Regions from separate parts of the Sus scrofa genome. Here regions 2, 3 and 4 are each linked to region 1. The links are chromatin contacts, called in public Hi-C, HiChIP or PLAC-seq and promoter capture Hi-C maps. All regions are on one chromosome and are shown on one strand. The core of a region is the stretch at or near the end of the contact, and the rest is flanking DNA. Distances in the headings are between cores, read along the strand shown. Region 1 holds the start of PAK4 (serine/threonine-protein kinase PAK 4). Region 2 holds the start of RPS16 (ribosomal protein S16). Region 3 holds the start of HNRNPL (heterogeneous nuclear ribonucleoprotein L). Region 4 holds the start of ZFP36 (zinc finger protein 36, C3H type, homolog (mouse)).

Evidence for each region. Promoter capture Hi-C pulls out the DNA fragments that hold promoters and counts their contacts. A called contact is a pair of places that touch in the nucleus more often than the background predicts. HiChIP or PLAC-seq counts read pairs in DNA pulled down with a chosen protein or histone mark.
Region 2: an H3K27ac HiChIP or PLAC-seq map of alveolar macrophages shows a contact between it and region 1. The contact joins the promoter of RPS16 here to the promoter of PAK4 in region 1. A contact is called at or near these places in 4 of 47 Hi-C or Micro-C datasets (mesenteric adipose tissue, retroperitoneal adipose tissue, skeletal muscle and 1 more) and 1 of 2 datasets of contacts at active chromatin or transcription factors (alveolar macrophages).
Region 3: a contact with region 1 is called in a promoter capture Hi-C map of fetal liver, with 2.2 times the contacts expected there. The contact joins the promoter of HNRNPL here to the promoter of PAK4 in region 1. A contact is called at or near these places in 1 of 5 promoter capture datasets (fetal liver) and 1 of 47 Hi-C or Micro-C datasets (liver).
Region 4: a Hi-C map of embryonic fibroblasts shows a contact between it and region 1, with 5 times the contacts expected there. The contact joins the promoter of ZFP36 here to the promoter of PAK4 in region 1. A contact is called at or near these places in 2 of 5 promoter capture datasets (fetal skeletal muscle and liver), 14 of 47 Hi-C or Micro-C datasets (embryonic fibroblasts, epiblast stem cells, fetal heart ventricle and 8 more) and 2 of 2 datasets of contacts at active chromatin or transcription factors (alveolar macrophages and skeletal muscle).

What each region holds. Positions count from the first base shown.
Region 1 is chr6:47,866,475-47,871,671 of Sscrofa11.1, reverse strand. It overlaps PAK4 (serine/threonine-protein kinase PAK 4), which reads right to left and starts at 2,068. Exons shown (of 10, transcript XM_005664597.3): 1 at 1,859-2,068.
Region 2 is chr6:48,085,708-48,090,904 of Sscrofa11.1, reverse strand. It overlaps RPS16 (ribosomal protein S16), which reads left to right and starts at 2,537. Exons shown (of 5, transcript NM_001137620.1): 1 at 2,537-2,596; 2 at 2,718-2,819; 3 at 4,661-4,757; 4 at 4,851-4,898; 5 at 5,029-5,197. The coding sequence starts at 2,549. The coding sequence ends at 5,174. It overlaps IL-15L, which reads right to left and starts at 459. Exons shown (of 3, transcript XM_021094372.1): 1 at 126-459. The coding sequence starts at 236.
Region 3 is chr6:47,653,510-47,658,706 of Sscrofa11.1, reverse strand. It overlaps HNRNPL (heterogeneous nuclear ribonucleoprotein L), which reads left to right and starts at 2,851. Exons shown (of 15, transcript XM_021094349.1): 1 at 2,851-3,427. The coding sequence starts at 3,171.
Region 4 is chr6:48,061,502-48,066,698 of Sscrofa11.1, reverse strand. It overlaps ZFP36 (zinc finger protein 36, C3H type, homolog (mouse)), which reads right to left and starts at 2,967. Exons shown (of 2, transcript NM_001168419.1): 1 at 2,913-2,967; 2 at 464-2,099. The coding sequence starts at 2,936. The coding sequence ends at 1,143.

The DNA of each region.
Region 1 (5,197 bases), core at 819-3,318:
TCCTGCCTGGCCAACGCTTTCCCATCCCCCTACTCGTCCTTCAGAGCTTGCCCAGGGACAGAGTTCTTGGCCCCGGTTGGACATTCTCCGGGTCCCCGGAACATGTCCTCGCAGGTGGCATCACCACTGGTAGAGATGGAGCCATGTATCACAGGCTAGGGGTCTGGGTCCAGTCTGCTCCCACCGAGGGACACTGAGGGCCCTCAGGGGCCAGGGGCTCTGTGTATTTTGTCCACTGCTGCAGACTCAGCACACAGCACCCAGCCCCGTGCCCAACATTCAATCCCCACCGACCAGCATCCTCTGCAGACTCTGCAGACGAGGCAGTGCTTCAGGTGGAAACTCAGGGAAAGGACAACCTGGAGAAATTCCTGCCCTCGAGGGGCCCAGCATCGAGATAGAGAACAATAGCGAGATAAGGAGTGTCTGGGGGCAGGCTGGTCAGGCGCAGGTTCCAGATTAGAGGCAACTGGAAAGTCAAAGACCTGGAGGGAGGCATGAGCCCATGGAGCTGAAGAGCAAACAGGCCGGTGTGCTTGGACCTTGGGGAGGGATGGGGAGAGCAGTAGGAAGTGGGATGGGCGTGCCTGAAGACCATGATGAGAGCCTGGGGTTTTAAATACAGAGAACACCCGACTCTGTCCAGGGTACCGCCCCAGGACCCCCGCCAGAAGCCTGTCAGACTCCCTCGGACTCTGGGCCACCCACAAACACCCCATCCCACAGGCCCAGGGGAGCCTCTCCTCCCAGATCACACCCCTCCATGGAGGCCAAAGAGACAGCCCTGCCCAGCCCAGCCCCCTGCTTCCAGGAACAGACCTTCAGCAAGCTACGATGTGGTGACTAGGGCCAGGAGCTCTGGGGTCATTCAAGATTCAGCTTGGAATCTGCTTCTGTCACTCAGTAGAAACTCTTTGAGCCTCACTTTGTCTGTCTGTAAAGTGGGTCCATCTGGTACCCACTTCACAAGATTATGGTATAAGTCCGGGCACACAGGGCGCTGAGTACAATGTTAACTCTCATTAAGCATCAACCAACATCATGAGAATCTGAGAGCCTGCGGAGCCTACAACTCTGAACCCCGAGTTCAAATCTGAGCTGCACCACTTACTCATGAGAAGACCCTGGGCAAATCACTTAACCTCTTAATAATGGCACCAAGCCCATAAGGTTGTGTTCACGATCAAAGGTAATGTAAAGCATTTAGAACAGAGCCTGACACACAGTAAGTGCTCTAGGAGTGTTTGCTCTTATTTTCATCATCTGTGGGAGGAGGGCTTTCTCCTCTTCCCCTCCCCCGCCCCCCCCCGCCCCCGCAGGAAGCACCCTTGACCTTGTTCTTGAATGTCCTACCCCTCCTCTTCAGCAACACGTCCCACCTGGGTTTTAACTTCTGACCCCTGAGAACATCACCTGTCGGGCCACCAGGTTCTGATCTTTGCCCCCTTTGGTCAGGCCCCACTTTTGATCCCATACAGATGTCCCCCAACCTAAATCTCATTCATTTGCTCCACTAGCTGCTGCCCTAAACCTCCAACTCTCAGACCCTCGCAGGCACATCCTCCCTTCAAATTGACCCCCATTTTTTTAGACATTCGCCCCCCTGCCCCTCCAACACGCTCCTACTTCAAATTTCCAATTTTGCACCCCTTCGCCACGCCCCCTTTGCTACCACGACCTCTGACCTACTCTACACCTCCCCCCTGTTCAACGTAGACCCGCGACCCACCCACGACGCGACCCTTTCCTTCGCGAGTCAACTTTGACCCCAGCGGCCCCGCCCCCTATTCCCGTAAACGCTCTCCCACCGCCATCGCCGGACCCCCCCCACGTCGCCTGGCCAGATCGCTTATCCTACCGGCTCGGCACCGCAGTCGCTCGCGGCCTAGCTGCTCGGCCCGGAACTTGGCGCGCTCACGCCGCCCTCAGCTCTCTTGCGCCGCCGCCACCACGGCCACTGCTGCCGCCATGTTGAATCCCCAACGAACATCCGGGGCTTTCCCCCCTCGCCGCCCACCAGTCCCCATAGCAACGGGGCTGACCGGCCCGGGGCAGGGCCGGCTCAGGGGCGGAGCTGGGTGCCCGGCAGGGTCCGCTCCAGCCTCTGATTGGTGAAGATCGTCCAATCGGAAACCTTAGGGAGGAAAATGCCAAGCCGGGATTGGAAAATTTGGAAAGGGTGCGGGGAGGCTGGCTCCAGCCGGCTGAGATTCTTAAAGGGGAAAATGGTTAGGCGCCTGCAACAGTCCTTCCCACCTTCTCTCAAAAGCAGTCATGGGGGGTAGAAGGCAGGCATGGGTGATTATGGCCAGAAACAGCTTTTGAACTTTTACTATGTGCCAGACACCCCGTCAAGTGCTTTACTTGCATTATCTTGCTGAATACTCGTCACAACCCTGTTATTAATATCCGTTTTACAGATTAAAAACTGAGGTTCAGCGGGGCGAACTAGCTCAGTTGGGATCATAGTCAATAAATAGTGAGTTTGGACGACCTTTGTCTGTCTGAGTCCGGGAACTTGACCTGGAACCAGGACACTGATTGATCTTAATCTTTTTAATAAGTTTTTTCAAAAGTATTTATTTGATTTGTTGGAGTTCCCGTCGTGGCTCAGTGGTTAACGAATCCGATTAGGAACCCTGAGGTTGCGGGTTCGATCTCTGGCCTTGCTCAGTGGGTTAAGTATCTGGCCTTGCTGTGAGCTGTGCTGTAGGTTACAGTTGCTGTTCGGATCCCACGTTGCTGTGACTCTAGTAGGGCGGCATCTACAGCTTCGATTCGACTCCTAGCCTGGGAACCTCCATATGCCGCGGAGGGGCCCTAGAAATGGCAAAAAGACGAAAAAAAAAAAAAAAAAAGAAGTAATTGATTTGTTTAAAAAAAAAAAAAAAAAAAAGGAGGGGGAGGAGGATGGGAAACCCCCGTAAACTAAACATTTTTTTCCTGGATTTCACTCACTGGTCTCCAGCCACTTTGCTAAAAAAAAATCAAGTACTCATCTACCTCAAGGTCATTGCATTGACTATTCCTTTTGTTGGGCATAGACTCTCCCCCCTGGTACCTTCATGGCTCCGTCCCTTCTCTTCTTCAGGGTTTTACTCAAATGTCACCTTATCAGTGGGACTGTTCCTGCCCACCCTGACTAAAGCAGCCAAAGTCCCTCTCACATGCTACTAAACCACTTACCTTCTCTGCTTTTTCTTATTTTTTGTTCCTCTTATCACGTTCTAACAGGCTAGATGATTAGCTAATCATAGTTATTGTTTTTCTCCTGCTGGAATGTCAGCTCCATGAGAGCATGGATTTTTGTCTGTTTTGTTCACTGTGGGCTGCCCATTTGTTGAATGGATGGTTGGATGAGGTGTAAAGCCACTTTTTCAGAGATACTCTTAAATGTTTAGTGCATCTTCCCTGCCCTAGCACAGTGTCTAGCGCATGGTGGGCATTTAATTAACATCTGTAGCAGCAATGAATGAGTGACTGTGTAATGAGGTTTTTTTGTTTTTTTGTTTGTTTGTTTGTTTTGGCCACCCAGTGGCATATGGAGTTCTGGAGTTCCAGGGCCAGGGATCAAATCTGAGTCACAGCAACATCGGCTCCTTAACCCACGATGCCGGGGATCAAACCTGTGTCTAAGTGCTCCCAAGATGCCCATGATCCCTTTGTGCCATAGTGGGAACTCCAATGAGTTTTTTTTTTTAAACCTATACCTTTATCTACTGTTTTTTGTTTGTTTGGTTTTGGTTTTTTTCTCCCTGTTTTGGCATATCCAAGGCATAAGTAGTCTCTGAGCTGGGGATCAGATCCCAGCCTCAGTTGCCTAGGCCATAGCTGCGGCAATGCCAGACTCTTAACCCACTGTGCTGGACCTGGGATCCAACCTGTGTCCCAGGCTCCAGAAATGCCACCAGATCTTGTTGAGCCACATCAGGAACTTTATCTAAGTTTTTTTTAAAAAACTGGTATTGGAAACACACATTTATAAGGAATTTTGTATCTTTTAAACACAAGATTATAAATATCACCAGTATCTTTCCGTATCGTTAAATATTCTCCAAGAACATTCATTTTAATGGCTGCATAAGATGCCATTCTACCAGTGAACAGCAATGTGTTTGAACCATTCTTTCTTGCTGCACATCCAAACGCTGATAAATATTTTGCTGTTATAAATGAGTCACATACACCCCTATCCAAGTGGCTAAATATTTGTGCACATCTCTAATTATTTCCTTTGAACAGATTATCACAAATGGTACAGCTGGGTCAAAGGAAATGTACGTCTTTAAGCTTTAATAATAGTAACGATTCCCAGGCTTCAAACATTTCTATGCACCGATGCATGGTGCTAAGCCGGGTAAGTTAAACAGCAGGGGCTGTGGTTATTCCTGCTTTGCAGAGGAGGAAACTGAGGCTTACAGAAGTAACTTCATTTGCTTAAAATCACACACTGGACTCATCCCCCGCTTTGACGCCCAGGCATGGCGCTCGCTAACTGCCCTCTGCTGCCTCCCCATGGCCTGGGACACACATTGCCAAATTGCGCTGCAGGGATTCGGATCAGACTCCTGCCTGCGTGGAGGGAATATGCCCTTTAATGTATCCTCGCTCCAGCATTAAACATTCTTGCTTTTCTGTTCTTTTGAAGTCTTTATGTCTTACCAAGTCTCTGTTTTCAAAAAAGCAAATCTAGTAACTGAGATGACAGCACTTTATTCAGGTGAGGGAGAATGGCCAGGTGCACCCGTTGCCTGTTCCATGCCCTGCACACAATTCAGAACCGTGTTTGGGGAAGCCCTCTCGTGACTTAGTTGAGCATCTCAGGCAGAGATCAGAGCCACAGAACAAGTCTAGTGGCAGCCTTACCCCAAGGGCTTCCTCAGGGCCATGAGAGAGATCAGGCCCCAAAGAGCCTCCTTTTTTATTTTTATGTTTTTATTTTTTGGTCTTTTTAGGGCCACACCTGCGGCATATGGAGGCTCCCAGGAGTCAAATCAGAGCTGTAGCCGCCATTCTACACCACAGCTCATGGCAATGCTGGATTCTTAACCCACGGAGTGAGGCCAGGGATCAAACCTGCAACCTCATGGTTCCTGGTCGGATTTGTTTCCACTGCACCACAATGGGAACTCCCAAAGAGCCTCCTTCAGAGGGTTTCCTGGAGGCGTTGGTGAAGAGGTAAGAGCCAATGAATGGA
Region 2 (5,197 bases), core at 1,288-3,787, 220 kb before region 1:
TTGTGGGGTTAAAGAATAAAATCAGATCTTGGAGGGAGAGAGCCTGACTCTTCCTCAAAGATGCCCCCCACCCCCCTCCCCCAGCAACCCTGCCCCTGGCTGCTGGCTCTTCCCTCCCTCCTCACCAGCATCTTCATGATGGCAATGAGGAAGTAGAAGGGCTCCCGGGGGCAGAGGGGTGGTCCTAGGCCCCCCAAGGGTGGCACCAGCAGGAGGATGGTCCAGAGATGCCACATGGGCACCCTGCCCACCCCCAGACTCTCTCTGGTTCTGGCCAAGGGTCCTGGAAACAAGAGGTACAGAGAGAGGGAGCAGGTTGGAAGGCTGGAGTGGCTGAGGGGAACTTCCCCCTGTCCCCTCCCTCTAGCTCACTCCACAGATACTCGGGAAATGTACTTCAAGAAGCCGGGGGAGACGGTGATTCTAGAGTAGGGAGGGCCAAGGTTAAAGGACCCCCAGACCAGCCCCCTTTTTTCCCACTCAAGACACTAGACTTAGCAAGGCTTTAAGGATCAGCCTGGAGAGTTTGGAAGCTTCCCCTGCCCCCCAAACATGCCCCAAAGGCAGTACAGACTGCGTGAGAGCTTGTGCATTCTATGGCCTGTCTTCTTTAGGCCTTATCTGTATCTGCAGGTGCATATTCGGGAGTCTCTGCTCTCCTTTTCCTGTCTCAAGTGTCTAGGAATCTTCATGCCTGCCTGTACCCGTCTGGTTTTGGTTTTCGTTTTTTTGGTCATGCCCTAGGCATGTGGAAGTTCCTGGGGCCAGGGATGGAATCCCAGCCACAGCAGCAACCCAGGCCGCGGCAGTGACAACGCCAGTTCCTTAACCAGTTCCTTCACAAGCGAGCTCTGTTATCTGTCTTCTTTCTCTGAGGGTTGGCCTTTCTGCCTCCAGATCTCGCCACTTGTTGTTTTCTGGCTCCATCTCTGACTGACTGTGTTTCTCTTCTTCGTTGGCCCTGTCTTTGCCTTCTCCTCCATATGTGCCTGTTTCTCTTTTGTGCTGTGTATCTGTCCATGTGTCCCTCCAGGTCAGCCCCTGGGTCCACGCTTCCTCCCTCCCCCACCCCTCGCCCACCCCTCTCCCTCTCTCACCCTTTAGGAGCTGGACTCTGAGCTGGATCCTCCCTCTGGCCCCACCCACCAATCTCCATCCTATCTCTGCCCTCCAGGCACAGGTAAATCACCACACCCCTTTGAACCTTTGACCCCAGATTCAGGGTTGCCAGAGAAACTGAGGCAACCCTGAGATGCCTGCAGCCCTGAGAGGAAGCTCTTGGCTGAGAAGGGAGCATCCTGATTGGTGGGGAGGTCAGGGGGCTACCCAGTTCCTCAGATGGGGTTGGGGGGAGCTGAGGATAAAGGAGGGCGATTTGGCGTGACTCTGTAGGAAGAGGGATTCCAGGATAGGGACCGTGAAGAGGAGGATTTTAGAGGGAGGGTCTCCAAGGAGTGGGGGATTGTAGTGTGTGTGGGGGGGGGGAATTTCAGGGGAGACAATTCCTGGGCAGAGAAGGCTCTGAAGGGAAAAAAATTATTGGGAAAGGTAGATTCTGAGGAAGGGGGCTCTGAAAGGGATGAAGACTTTGTGAAAGGGCATTCTAAGGGGGCAATAATGGGAGAAGTGGATTGGGTAGGAGAGCTTCTGAAGCAAGGGGATTGAATGGGTCATGGGTCCTGAAGAGAGGAAGATTCTGGGGAGAATTATGTGCAGGAGAGAGCCCTGAGTGGAGGGAGAGTCGAGAAAGAGGGAGTCGGAGTTCTCTTGTGGCTTAAGGATCTGGGGTTGTCACTGCAGCAGCTTGAATGGCTGCTATGGCGCGGGTTTGAGCCCTGGCCTGGGAAATTCAACATGGCCTGGGCGCCACCAAAAGAAAAGAGGGAGTCTAGGGTGAGGGCTCTAGGAGGGGGATTTGGGAGTGGGCCTCTCAGAGAATTTTGGGAGGAGAGTCTAAAAAGAAGGAAATTCTGGAGAAAGCTAGATTCTAGGGGAGATGGAAAAGGATTCTTGGGGAGGACTCGCAAAGGAGGTGGGTGTTAGGAGGCAGGGGGATTCTGAATCCTGCCAAGATTTTTTGCTGTGAGTTCCGAAGTAAAGATTCTAATAGAAAAGGATCTAGGTGGGAAGTCTAAAGGGAAGAAGACTGCCGGTGATAAAAAGGTAAGACAAACCTCTTCAGAGTAAACTGAGACTCAACTAGGAATACGGGTGGAGGGAGACTATCAAACAGCTAAAATGCAAACGAGGACCGGCGGTGACCAATGAGGACCAAGGATGTGAAGGACGGTGCTCTTCAGCTTCTCTGTCTGCACTCGAAACCCTTCAGGCCCCGCCCTTTCCCCTCTAGGTCCCGCCCTCTCCGCTCCTTAGACCCGCTTTCCGCGGCTAATCCAAAATCCCGCCCACGAGCCGTAAAGCTCCCTCCTGTCGCGACGCTGCGCACAATGCGCCTGCGCAGACCCTGAAAAGAGGCCAGGGTGGCCCCGCGCTTTCCTTTTCCGGTTGCAGCGCCGCGCGGTGAGGAGCTCTTGTCTAATCTGCAGCCATGCCTTCCAAGGGTCCTCTACAGTCGGTGCAGGTCTTCGGACGCAAGGTAGGCTGGTCGCTCGATGGTAGGGGTGAGGGAAGGAGAGAGACCTGTGGGCAGGGTTCTGAGGTCGACAGGGGAGCTGGGGCCCAGATCTCACGTGGCTTCGCTGTCTTGGTTTCCGCAGAAGACAGCCACGGCCGTGGCGCACTGCAAACGAGGTAACGGCCTCATCAAAGTGAACGGGCGACCCCTGGAGATGATCGAGCCGCGCACGCTGCAATACAAGGTGCTGGGGTCGAGGACAGGCGTCTGGGTTGGGCGGAGGGCTCTGGAGACGGAGATGTTGGAATAGGTCGGTTCCTGGAGTCCGTCGATCTCGGAAGTTGAGGGGTCTGCAGTCAACAATGGGGAAGAAGCTAAATAGGGTACAGAAAAAGGGGTATTTGGCGATGGAGCTAGGTATTGAGGTTCCAGAGATGTTACAGAAGCTGGAATTGAGAGTGAAGACGTGGATTTTGAAGATTAAGCAGGTGCTTCTTGGGTTATTTGTTAGCTCGGTCTGTTGGGAACCGGATGGCATAGGAGTTACCGATGTGGCCTGTTTTCTTTTCTTTTTTTTTGTTTTCTTTTAAGTTAATGGGGGAGTGAGTGTGTTCATTTCTAGAGTATACACTGAGGACAGAAATCAATATTTTGTTCTTCAAACATGGTGATTAGAGTTTGAATGTTGCAGTTTCTCAAGCGTTTCCAGAATAAGCTTTGTTGTGCTTGGAGAGGAGTATCTCTCTTCCCTGTTGAGGCCTGTTTCTTTGGCTCAAAATGGAAAGAACTCTCATGAGTTTGATTTCTACCTCTTTGGGCAAAACAGGAACTTTCCTTCTCTGCCTTGAGTTTATTGTCTGAAATGGGGACAGTTTCAACCTTGTGAAACATTGTGACGGTAAATTGGATTCTCTGAGTAAGCTTGTTGGTGTGTATGAGAATTTAAAAAAAAAAAAAAAAAAAAAGAACCCCAGTAACATCGCAGGAATAGTTAAAACTCAAGGTAGCTCAGAGATCACTTTATCAGATATTGAGCATCGTGGTTCATTCGCAATGTTAGCTTAGTTGAAGGCTTTGTGTTTGCAGCCCGTTGAGTACCCAGATGGCTTCAGGGCCTGCCCTTGAAGAGTTCCCAATCCAGTGGGGAGACAGACTGGACCCAATGCGAAATCGGGTGATAGCTTATTTTTTTTTTTTTTAATTGCTTTTTTAGGACTGCATTTGGAAGTTGCCAAGCTAGGGGTTGAATCAGAGATAGAGCTGCCACCCACACTCACTGAGCGAGGTCACGTATTGAACCCCAGTCCTCGTGGATGCTAGTTGGATTCATTTCCACTGCACCGTAATGGGAATTCCTAGTTGCGATTTTTCTGGAAGTCTGTGAGACCCAAGAGAGGGCAGAGAGCTCAGGTGGGGAAAGCACCTCACAGCCCTGGAGTGGCTTTTCAACTCTGAGGCAGCCTTAGTGCTTGCAAGTTGAGTATAGTTGACTTACAGTGTTATATTGGTTTCAGTTGTGCAGCAGAGTGCATGGTCACTCATATACATGTACTCATTCTTTTTTCCTATACAGGTTAATACAAATTACTGAGTAGATTTTTCTGTGCTGTACAGTAGATTCTCATTAATCGTCTCTTTTATTTTATATAGTAGTGTGTGTATGTTAATCTCATTCCAGTTCTTTTCCCGCCCAACAGTTTCATGTACGGTAACCATAAAATTGATTTTTATTAGATTCCACACATAAGGGCTCTCATATTTATTTTCCTCTGACTTCTCTCACTCAGTATGATAATCTCCAGGTGCATCCATGTTCCCAAAAATGGATAATCTAATTAACAGAGAGCTGCAGAGGAGGGAACCCAGCTCAGGTTTCAGGTTGCCTTCTACAGCCTCTCTGTCCTGGAACCCTCCCTGCTGTGCTGGCTGTGAGGGTGTTGAATAACAGCTCAACCCTCTTCTCCTAGTACTCTGAAGCCAGCAGTACAGAAGCTGCTTGGAGACACCTGTGGAGGAATGCTCAGTAAAGTGGCTCTGCCGCCCAGGTTATGATCTAAAAGCCTGTCACGCTTCCTGTTGCTCTAGCTACTGGAACCTGTTCTGCTTTTGGGCAAGGAACGATTTGCTGGTGTGGACATCCGAGTCCGGGTGAAGGGTGGTGGTCACGTGGCCCAGATTTACGGTGAGTCCTGGGAACCGGGCACATGGGTGAGGGTGGCTCTTGGGTGTTCATAAGGCTGATGCACCCTTTTTTGTATGTTTGTCTCCCTCACAGCAATCCGCCAGTCCATCTCCAAAGCCTTGGTGGCCTATTACCAGAAATGTGAGTGGGTCCTTCCCATCGGGTGGGTGGGGCAAGTCAAGGCCCAGCTCTGGCCCTCTGGCATTTAGCTCCAGAGGGGAAAGGAGGCTTCCTGGCTTGTCTAAATCTTCATCCATCCTTTTATCCCCAGATGTGGATGAGGCTTCCAAGAAGGAGATCAAAGACATCCTCATCCAATATGACCGGACCCTGCTGGTAGCTGATCCTCGTCGCTGTGAATCCAAAAAGTTTGGAGGTCCTGGCGCCCGTGCCCGCTACCAGAAATCTTACCGATAAGCCCATCGTGATGATCAGCGTTC
Region 3 (5,197 bases), core at 1,602-4,101, 210 kb after region 1:
AGCCAGTGCAAAGTCAGAAATGAGCTTTGGGTATTTGATGAACAGAAGGAAAACGGGTGTTTGCGCCGGGGGGAGAACAAGAAAGGGTTGGGAATGGATTTAGATGGGCCCACGTGGGTCAGATTAAGCGGTGGGAGTGTTAAGGAGGGAAGGACTTGCTTTTTCCCAGGCTGCCCAACTGTGAATTTCAGCTGTCTTTCCCCTCTCTCTGCCTTACTTTTGCCTATTTGTGAAAGGGAGGTAGACCTGAGGTCCGCTTCCAGACATTCTCGGCACCTCTCAAGACCACCCAGAGAGGCAGGCGATATTACCAACCTCCTAATGGGTGAGGAAACGGAGGCCCCAGCATGCTAAATCACTTTCCCAAGGCCACAGGATATGTAGGGGCAGCGTCCATACTTGAAAGGTAGCAGTCTGACCCCGGGGCCCACTCTAACTTCCAAGGGATAGTGCAGCCCCCAGAACCGGAACAGGCCCTGCAGTGCAGTGGTTCTGCGTCTTTGGTGGCAGACAAATCTTACTATGCCACTTACAAGCTGTGGGATCCTGGGTTAGTCGCTTGCGTTCTCCGAGCCCATTTCCCCACCCGCACAATGTGCACCTCAGCATCTACCTTAACCAGCACAACACGTGGCTGACCAGAAGGATTAAGGCGTGATTCTCAAGCAACTGTGCGACTTTCTGTGAGGGATAGGGGCGGGGGGGGGGTGAGGGCTTGGGGGTGTTTGGAGAAAAGGGACGCGAGAGTCTTCCCGTTCCTTTTTTACGCTGCTTCCTCCATTCAACGCGGAGCACCTCTCGGTCTCCCCACCTCTACCGCCCCCCCTTTCTTTTTTTCCTGGCTGGAAAGAGGTCGTGGTCCCTTTAAGGCCCGCCCCTCCCTCCCCCAAAACTTCCCAGTGTCTGCTCTTTTCGATCTCGGACGGCCGGCCAGGCTCGCCGCCGAACTGGTAGGGACTCGGGGCGAGGGGTCGGGCAGCGGTGCGGGGGGATCGTAGGGGAGGCGCCGCCCGTGGCCCGAGCGCATGGGGTGGGGGAGGGGCAGGGGCCGGCAGCGCGGGGGTGCAGATAACACGGCCACCGGGTCGCCCGCCACCGGCGCGCAGGGGCGGGCGAGCTGCCTGGAAGGTGCCGTGAGAGAGACGGTTCCGTCGCGTCCCGTCGCCGCGCGCCGGCGCGAGGGGCGTCCGGGCAGGGCGCGGGGGCGGGGAGGGGAGGGGCCCCTCTCTCCCCTCCCCCCACCGCATTCCTCTGACGTCGGGACCTTGGGACCCCGCCTTTCAGTGGGACCCGCCCCGCCTTTGCACCGCAGCACAGATCACGTGTTGGCGCCCAGCGGTCCCCCATTTCTATTCTCCGCCCTTTCGGGTCTTCCCGGGGTGATTGGGAGCTGTTTTAGATCCCCACAGCCCAATCCTCAACTTTTTTCTCTTTCCAAACCCGCGGACCTACCAGGCCTGGTCCCAATATCTTAGTGCCACTGATCCCATTTCTAACTTAGTTTCCACCGGGACCTCCATTTCGGGAACTCCCTTTCACCCGGATGGAAAGGTTCCGGAGCATCTTTAGGGGGGCCGCCCCCGCATTTCCCACTACTGTCTCCTCTCTTCTTGACTGCTTCTTCCTTCCCACCAACAGGCAGCCCCATAACCTTAGAGCCCACAGGGTGGCATCCTAGGTCAGCTCCCGCCCCGCCCCGCCCCTGGTTCCAACTATTGGGCGTTGTTGGACTCTAGAGACTGAGAGAGGGTGTCCTCTGAGGGTTGGCCCGGCCCTAAGAAAATGAGGCCCACTGGACGCTTAGAACTACTCCCTTTGCAGAGTGCTAATGCTAGCACTTTGCTGGGTGCTACATACACCTTGCGTTTGGTAGATAGGCCAGTCTAAGGCAGAGGCGGGGACCACCCTTCCCTTGCCCACACAGAACCAACCCACCCAGAACCAAACTGTGATAACCCTGTAAAGGCTGTCGTGTGAAAATCATTGGGCTGAGTGATCAGGGATTATCATGGGGGAAGCCCTGCGGTCTGGGCTGGTAGGGACTAGGGACACTTTCAGAGTGAACTGAGCACGGGCTAGAGAAATTTATTCCTTAGTTCTGGGGTAGTGGAGAAAGTGTCGTTTGGAAAGGCGTGCTTGGCCAAAGATCGAGAGGTGCGCGAAAAATCCTTTTCTTTCTGCAAACTGAGTTATTGTGGCTGAATTTAGAGGTGGAGTGGTGAAAGAATGCCGGCAAACCGGACAGGGTTAGACGGTTGGCAGCAGCAAATGGTTTTATACTGAGAAAAAGGTCAGACAGGGACTTTTAAAAACAATTCCTCTGGCACTGTGAAAGTTAGAGATAGAGAGGAATAGGATATAGTGACGGGGACAGAGCTACACTGGCCGTTTCCCTGTAACTTGGTGTAGGTCTCCAGTGCTGCTCACAGCAAATCAAAAACTACTCAAGGTACTTCAGGCCTTCGCTCCTTTGGAGGGCTGCCCCGCCTTCGGAGGCGCCAGAAAGCAGTTCGCGCATGCGTCCTCGCCTCCCATCCTTTCCTTGACTGCGCCAAAGAGCGCCTACGGGCCTGGGATGGGCTCCCCTTTCCACCCAATCAGGGCCCACCAGTGGTCCTACAATCTGGTGAGAGGATTCCACTCTCAAATGACTAATCGGGTGGAGACCCAGACGACGGACATCTACAGCAGCCAGTAGTGAAAAGCAAAAGGGAGGGGCCTCCTTCTCTCCTTGTAGAGAGGCTGGGGAAGGGAGTCGCTGCGACTGGATGACTAAGGGCTCTCCGTTTGATGGACGAGGGAGAAAACCAGTAAGAGCGGGAAGGAGGCGGGGCTTTTCAGGAGCTTGGGGAGCGCCGCTCCTATCAGGTACTCCAAAGGAGGCCAGGCTGTGCCAGAAATCCGACCTATCAAATTGGAGTTTATTTTAAGGCGGTGGGGTCGGCAAAATAACTTGCAGAAAGCGCTCGCCTATAAGGAGTGTCCCAGACAAACGAGGGCGGGCGCTCTTGCAGAACGGCGTGGCCTTTATCCTATAGGCACGCAAGGCGGACGGAGGCTTCCCCTCCCGCCGCGGCGGGACCAGTGGCTCCCCTATCGGGTGGGGGCGGCGAGTGACGGGCGTGTCCCTCCCCCAATGAGAGGCGGGGGGAGGCGGGTTCTGCGCCGCCATGTCGCGGAGGCTGCTGCCCCGGGCGGAGAAGCGGCGTCGGCGGTTGGAGCAGAGGCAGCAGCCGGACGAGCAGCGGCGGCGGTCCGGAGCGATGGTGAAGATGGCGGCGGCGGGCGGCGGAGGCGGCGGTGGCCGCTACTACGGCGGCGGCAGTGAGGGCGGCCGGGCCCCTAAGCGGCTCAAGACTGACAACGCCGGCGACCAGCATGGAGGCGGCGGCGGCGGTGGAGCCGGGGCGGCGGGCGGCGGCGGCGGGTGAGGCCAGGGCCCTAGGCGCCGGAGACGGCCGGGGAAGGGAGGGAAGATTGCCAATCTAGAGAGTATTAATTTTAGGTGGCTGAGTCTGTGCGCACGCGCCCAGGCCCTCGCCCTGAAGGACGGGGTGGGGTGGGGGAGGGGCAGACGTTGGGCAAACGGCGGGGTTTGCGCGAGGACAGGCGCTTGCGCGTGCGCGGTATCCCGAGGTGGGGGGTGGAGGAAACTGCTCGCGCTGCGGCTGGCGCATTGCGCAGGCGCCGCGGGCTAGCTTGTGGGGGCCAGGCACGCGGCCTGGCCGTTTTTCTCTATCGTTTTCCTGTCTGGCCCCCTGCGCAGGCGCACTGCTCCTGCCCCGGCCTCGTGGGCGGTTGTTGGGGGGGGGCACCGCGGGGAGCGCGTGGGCGGTGGCATTTTTCTCTGCTTGAGTGGGGAATTCTGCCTGATCGTTTTTAGTTTTTGTAGCGTCATGGTTTGTCCCTGTACAGAAACTCATTTATTTAAGGATGTTTTTTTAGACCAGGATATGTTCCTCGTTTTTGTGGGCATCGAAAACCGGAAGAAGGGCTTGTGAAAGGTCTTGGGCGTTTAGAAGTTTAAGCCAAGCTTTGGAGTTATCACAAGTTTGCTTACAATTTCTAGGGGTTAACTGGATGCAGTCAGTTTCTCGAATCAAAATGTTCTCTGAGGGTGGGCATTTTGGAAGGGATTGGAGCCTCTTCAATCCCCTAGGCGGAAGAGGCTACCAGTTGTTACTGCTGGCCTGGAACCCGGTTCCTCCTCCCTGGAAGTTCATGAAGTCCTCTCCTGGTCACGGTCAGCCGTTTGCCGGGTTTTCCAGGTTTTAATAGCACGCTGTAGCTGTGATTTACTAGCATTTAAACTGTTCCAGGTCTTGTTCCGTGCGCTTTAAAGTTATCTCAATTGAATTCTTGACACTCCTGTAGGAGATAGGGCGTGGTATTACTGTTGAGGTGAAGTAAATCCGTCCAGGTCCCGTAGCTGTTGCAGGGAGGGGTTGGGATTAGGGGCCCTGGAACTCCAAATCGCTGAGCTGGTAGCCATCTGAGCTGGTAGCCATCGAGCGGGTGTGCCTCCTGTGGTTTGTGTGGTTCATTCCTGAAATAGAATCCGATTCTGTTCCGTTCCATGGGCTTCTGCCTGGTAGTTCAAGCGGCAGGCTGGGCCCAGAGCTGGGCAGAGGTAGAGAAAGTTACTTTCCTTTTGATTTCCCAGAGGCTGTGGGTGGAAAGATTCTTCCTTCCCTTGGGAAGGGAACTGTCTTGGTTTTTAGTGATACAGGTTGGAGTTTTGTTTTCCTGAAAAACTTTTCCTTTACCTAAGTTGGGCCTAAGTAGAATTTTCCAACACAGATGTTGGTGGGAGAATAATTAACGGCCAGAAGCAGCCAAGACTGGCCTGTTAGCTTCTGGAGCTGCTGGACCTGGGGATAAGTGGTGAGGGATAGCAATGCTTGGCTAGGTTGGAAGGACACAGAAGCTGGAGTGGATGTCCTGGTTCAGACTGGAGCAGCAAATTGAGTTTTTTTGTCCGTGATGTTCTCTTTCCAAGCCATTCTTTTCCCACATTTCCTTGACCAGCAGGAACAGACAGGTTTTGGGAGGAATATAAAATGGAACTTGCTTAGTCCTCCATTTTGCCATCCTCAGAAGCTACAGTGAGAACCATGAGGCAAGTGGCCATACACTCAGGCCATGTGCTCTGCTGGCCCAGAATCCTTTTGGGGTAATTGGTCCCCTTGTCTGCCCT
Region 4 (5,197 bases), core at 1,718-4,217, 190 kb before region 1:
GGACGCCCCAGCTTCCGGGGCCACCCCTCCCCCACCCGCCGCGCCCGCCCTGGGCTCGCGCCCCGGCACATTCCGTCCTCCCCACTCCGCCCTGCCCTCCTCCCTCGGGCCCGTAGGGACGGAAACATCCCGTCCCCGCCCGCGTCTGGCCGAGAGCTGGGTCAAAGAGCCCGGCGGGACAGGAGCGCCGGCGCCCCCCCACCCCCACCAACGCCCGGGAACTGGCTCTCCCGGTTTCTCCCGGGTGACCTCACCTGGCCCCGCCCTCTCAGGTGAACGGCCGGGGCAAGTGACGTCACTTCCTGCCAGGTAAGCGCCGCAGGCGGCTCAGCTCCAGGAAGGTTTGGAGGAGCTAAGGGCGGACTCTACCCCGCTTCTAAAAAGGTCCACACCCTCCTCCCCTCTCTGACCGCCTCTAGACCGCAGAAGAGCCAGGATTCCAACTTACAGATTTCTTTTATTTAAAAATTCCAAAAAACACAAAAATAAACTTTTAACAATATATTATTACTTAATATATTATTATAGTATACTTACTTATAACAATAATTATTCCATTGTTTCCAATATTACAAAAAAGAGGAAGAAAAATACAGGGAAGCAGACGACCCAATATATATAAATACTATAAAATCTATTAGAATAAATAAAGTCGTCATAAATAAAGGGCCCAAAGGCGAGGGCGGGAGAGCAGGGGGTTGACGCTGGCTTTGGCTACTTGCTTTTGGAGGGAAATTTGAGCACCAGGATACCCCCTCAGGGGAGGCTCCAGTAACCATCAAACACTGGCACCTCCGTGTCTAGGGAAAAGTGGAAGGGGGCAGAGGGGGGCTTATTATTCACAGCATTGGGCAGGGGAGAGGTGGGAGGAAGAGGGTTCACTGCCTCCCTCAGATTTGCTACATCTTTTTTTAAGACCCCAAACACTCCTCCCCCCTAATACCATGACCACCTGAGCTCACACACTGGGGACCTGCCCCAGCATGCGGTCAGGGGAGTGAGTTAATGCACTCTGGAAAGTGAGGGGAGCTACTTGATTAAGTCCCTCAGTTCTCCACAGCCCTGGGACCCCTTGTGGTGCCCACAGCACAAGAGAAATGGCCCCCTTAAGATCCAGCTCATCTGTACTGGGCAGGCACTTGTCACTCAGAAACAGAAATACGATTGAAGATGGGGAGTCTTCGGGGAACTGCAGTTGGCTGGGGTGGCCCCAAAACCCCGGCATCGAAGACAGGTGAATCGGATCCCCCCAGGCTGCTGCCACTGCTGGCATATTCGTCAGGATCAGATCCCAGGGAGTGTGCAGAGGGGCTCCGAGGCAGGCCACCCAAGGGCCCCCAGATGCTGCTGGGAGTGGCCCTTCGGCAGGACGGGCAACAGGCCGGGGTGGGGTCCCTTCGGGCCACAGGGGTCCCAGGGGCAGCAGAGAAGGCAGAAGGTGAAAGTGGAAGGTCCCCAGGTGGTGGTGGTGGGGAGCTGGAGGGCGAGAAGGAGCATGAGGACAGGGAAGGGCCTGCTAGGCCGGGTGGTGGTGGCGAGGTTCGGCGACCGGAGGGCAGGCCTGAGAAGCTGATACTCTGGCGCAGCACATGCGGGTGACCGGGGGCAGCCAGGTCTTCGCTGGGGTTGTGGATGAAGTGGCAGCGAGAGCCGTAGGGGCAGCGGCCCTGGAGGTAGAACTTGTGGCAGAGTTCCGTCTTGTACTTGGGGTGGCGGCTGGCCTGGCGCAGCTCGCCCAGGCCATGGGCAAACTGGCACTTGGCCCCATAGCGGCAGCGCCCGCTCTCTGAGAAAGTCCGACATAACTCAGTCTTGTAGCGGGAGGAGGTGGTGGGGGTCGAAGTTGGCGAGGTGGGTGAGGGCGACAGTTCAGGGCCTGGGCGGGGAGCCAAGGGTGCAAAGCCTGGGGGTGGGGGCACCCAGCCGCAGCTGCGACCTTCCACCAAGCTGGTGGAGCGACCAGGTAGGCGGGCAGCGACCCCAGCCGGGCTGGAATCGGATGAGTTGAGGCTCCACAGTCCCGCGGTGGCCCAGCCCGGGCTGGACTCAGTCTCTCCGTGGTCGGAGGATGGCAGGTCAGGGCTCAGCGACAGGAGGCTCTGTGGGAACAGGGATGGGTTAAGACACCGAAAATACAGGGTGACGCCCCGCCCCCAGCTGCAGAGCACCTAAAAGCTTGCCAGTCCGGTTTGTGGGTTCCTGGCTAGAACTCCACCCGCCCGCAGGAAAAAAATACGGGTTCCGGATCGCAAGAATCTCGATTCGGAGGTTCTGAGTTTATATTCGCGACTTAAGCTCATCCCGAGGGGCCCAGGAATCCCGGCTGCCCGGCAGGATCAAGTCAGGACACACACCGCTGTCTTCCAATTTTAAGCCTCTGGGCCTCTCGGGATCTGACTACACTCATCGGGTTCTCCAGTTTCACAAGTTGGAGACGCGAACAAAGTTAACCCAGGAGTGCGGACCTCTTGGGTTTTAGAGTTCCCAGAGTCGTCCTCTGGGTTAGGGAGTGGGGAAGCAGAAGTCGGCTTCCCCTCTCCGAGACTCTAGCCCCAGAAACGCCTCCGCGCAAAACCGCGCCCTCAGCAACTACTAGGGGTAAGCCAGGTGTGGGGCCATTTCCGCCTCCAGACAGCCCCAGCCTGAGAAAAGCCCTCCAGCTTTCCACTTCCGAAGGCCAGCCCACCCGTGTTTGGGCTGAGACCACAAAGTCACGGGCTCCATTTTCACCTCCAGAGGATCACACTGGTCTGAGAAGAGGCAGGATCCTCCCGGCCGGAGTGCGAAGCGCTAAAGAGCTTAGTTTGAGAAGGGAGCCAGAGTCCCGGGAGGGAGTTTGCGGCGCTAGAGGGTGAGACTTGAGAAAGGAGTCAGGCATGGGGACTCCGGGGTGCAAATCAGCGGGGGCTCACCTCGTAGATGGCGGTGAGATCCATGGCGGCGCAGAGGGCCGAAGGCTGAGGGGCCGGCCAAGAGTGGGAGCGCTGAAGTCAGGCTACAGCGGGGCCCGCACAGTGGCTGCATTTATTCAGCAGGAGGGGGCGTGGCCTCGAGAGGGGCGGGCCTGGGCGGGCGGGGCCAGGAGGGGCGCTTCCCGGACGCACCGCCCCAGCACAGCCCGCCCGGCCCAGGACCAGTCCCCTTCCGCCCGGCTGCGGGCCGGGACTTGCCTGATCCGGGTCCGCGGGCGATCGCGACCCCGCGGGGAGTGTGTGGGGTGAGGGGTGTCGGCCCAGTTTTCAAAGCTGGAGCCTGAGGCGCGGAGAAGGGAACTGGGACAGAGGTGGGGGCGGGGCAGGGCCCCTGGGGGAATTGACCGGGGCAGAGGCCAACGGACGGGGGCGGGGAGAGGCCCACTGAGTGCAAAAGACAGAAATGGAGGGAGGCAAAAAGACAAACACTGGGAGACAGACAGACACACACACACAGAGACGCACACAGAGGGGAGACGGGTACAGAGAGGGAGAGGGGGTAGAGAGAAGGAAGGTGGGGAGGCAGAGATAGAAAAGACGAGATATAGACGGTCCCAGACGGCAAATTCAGAGCAAGAAGTGGGGGGGGGGCACATAAAGAAACAGAGAAAAAGGGAGAAGGGAGGGGGGGAGAAATAAACATCCACAAACAGAAATTCTCAGGAGCAAGATGAAGAGACCAATAGGCCCGATGGAGAATTCTTTTGAGACCTGCCAGCCTGACATGGTCTCGCTCCCAAATTATCCAGGTCCCAAGACCTGTACCGCCCCACTCACGAGGGTAGGAGGAGCGCTGCCCCGACACCTGGCTGGAAAGGGGCCTCTTTCCCCAGTTCCAGGGCTTCTGTGACCTCTCACCCTCAAATATATAATGGCAATTCTAACCGCTACCTCTGGGTTAGGCATGAAAGTGCTTTACGTACATTAACTCAAGGAGGTATTATGCCCATTTTCTACACAAGGAAACCCAGGCACAGAGAGGCCAAGTTATTCTCCAATTAGTAAATGACAACAGCTTAATAACAGGGCCTTGAATTATGTTACGAGTTTGCACTCCGAGAAGCTCAAGATAGGAAAAGGTTGGAGATCTCTTGTTATGGTGGAGGGTTTTCTTGGTGGAAAGCCGTCTGGAGGTGGAAAAAGTGGGTCATCATCAGCTAATAGTCGGATGGGTCTCAAGAAAAAGGGACGTGCCTTGAGAGAACGCTAAATTTGCACAAATCACTCCCCCTATTGGCAAATTTTTTACTGTCAAGGGGTTGCCCTGCATGAAGCTCAAGATAAGGAGAAAAAACTAATTTTTAAAGGGGGTCTTGGTGAGCTGGCTGCCCTGAGTGAAAATAAGAGGGGTAGAAAGAAATCATTGCCACGCAGTTATCATGGTGGAAAGTTCATTCTTGCAGGCTGCCCCTGCAGACCGCGGGTTTGTATTGAGGTGGGGAGATTCTGCTAGGCACGCCGACTAGCTCGGCCGACAGAGCTCGGGGGAATCCCTGGTGCGGCGCCTTCTGGGGCCGAGGGGCCTTCCTGGCCGGTCCCGTGAGCTGGGAGTCTGCGGGCGGCTCTGGCACGGTTGCAGCCTCCCTCTCGCCTGTGACTCACTCGCAAGGGGCGGGGGAGGAGGGGGGCTTCCTGGAAGCCGTGACGAGGAGGCTCGGCCCGGACGCCCGGGTTCCTCTCTGTAACCAGGGCTTCTGTAGCCTGTAAACAGAGGCTTGAGGACTACGGGAAAAGGGGGAAAGGGGAGGTGCCTGGCACCCGCCGCCCGTTTGTGCTCCAAATCCCTGTGTCGCTAGTACGGCTCAGGCGGCGGGAGCACGAGAGGTGGGGGGCACCCTGGAGTCCCCGGTGTCCGGCTCGGCTCTGGCAGCGATCCCGATGGAGGGATCCCAGTTTCGATTCCCTGGAGACAGGGAACATTTCCCATCCTTGAGTCAGGATGACCCCCTCCCCTCTCCCATCTGCTGAGTCATCGGCCCGAGAACCAGGTCGCTCTGATTGGGCGACTCTCGCAGAGGCTGGAGGGGCCTCTGCGCGTTGAAGGACGGACCACCCATCGAAACACTGACGCGGGGTTGTGGTCGGGAACCAAACCGGGGCCTCGGCCCCGGCTTGCTCAGCACTAGGGGTCCAGGTCGCTAAGCAGCCTCCAAGCTTAGACCCTGGAGACCCAGCCCCCAGCCCCCTGCTTCATCAGACCCAGGAGTCCGAGCCCCCAGCCTCTC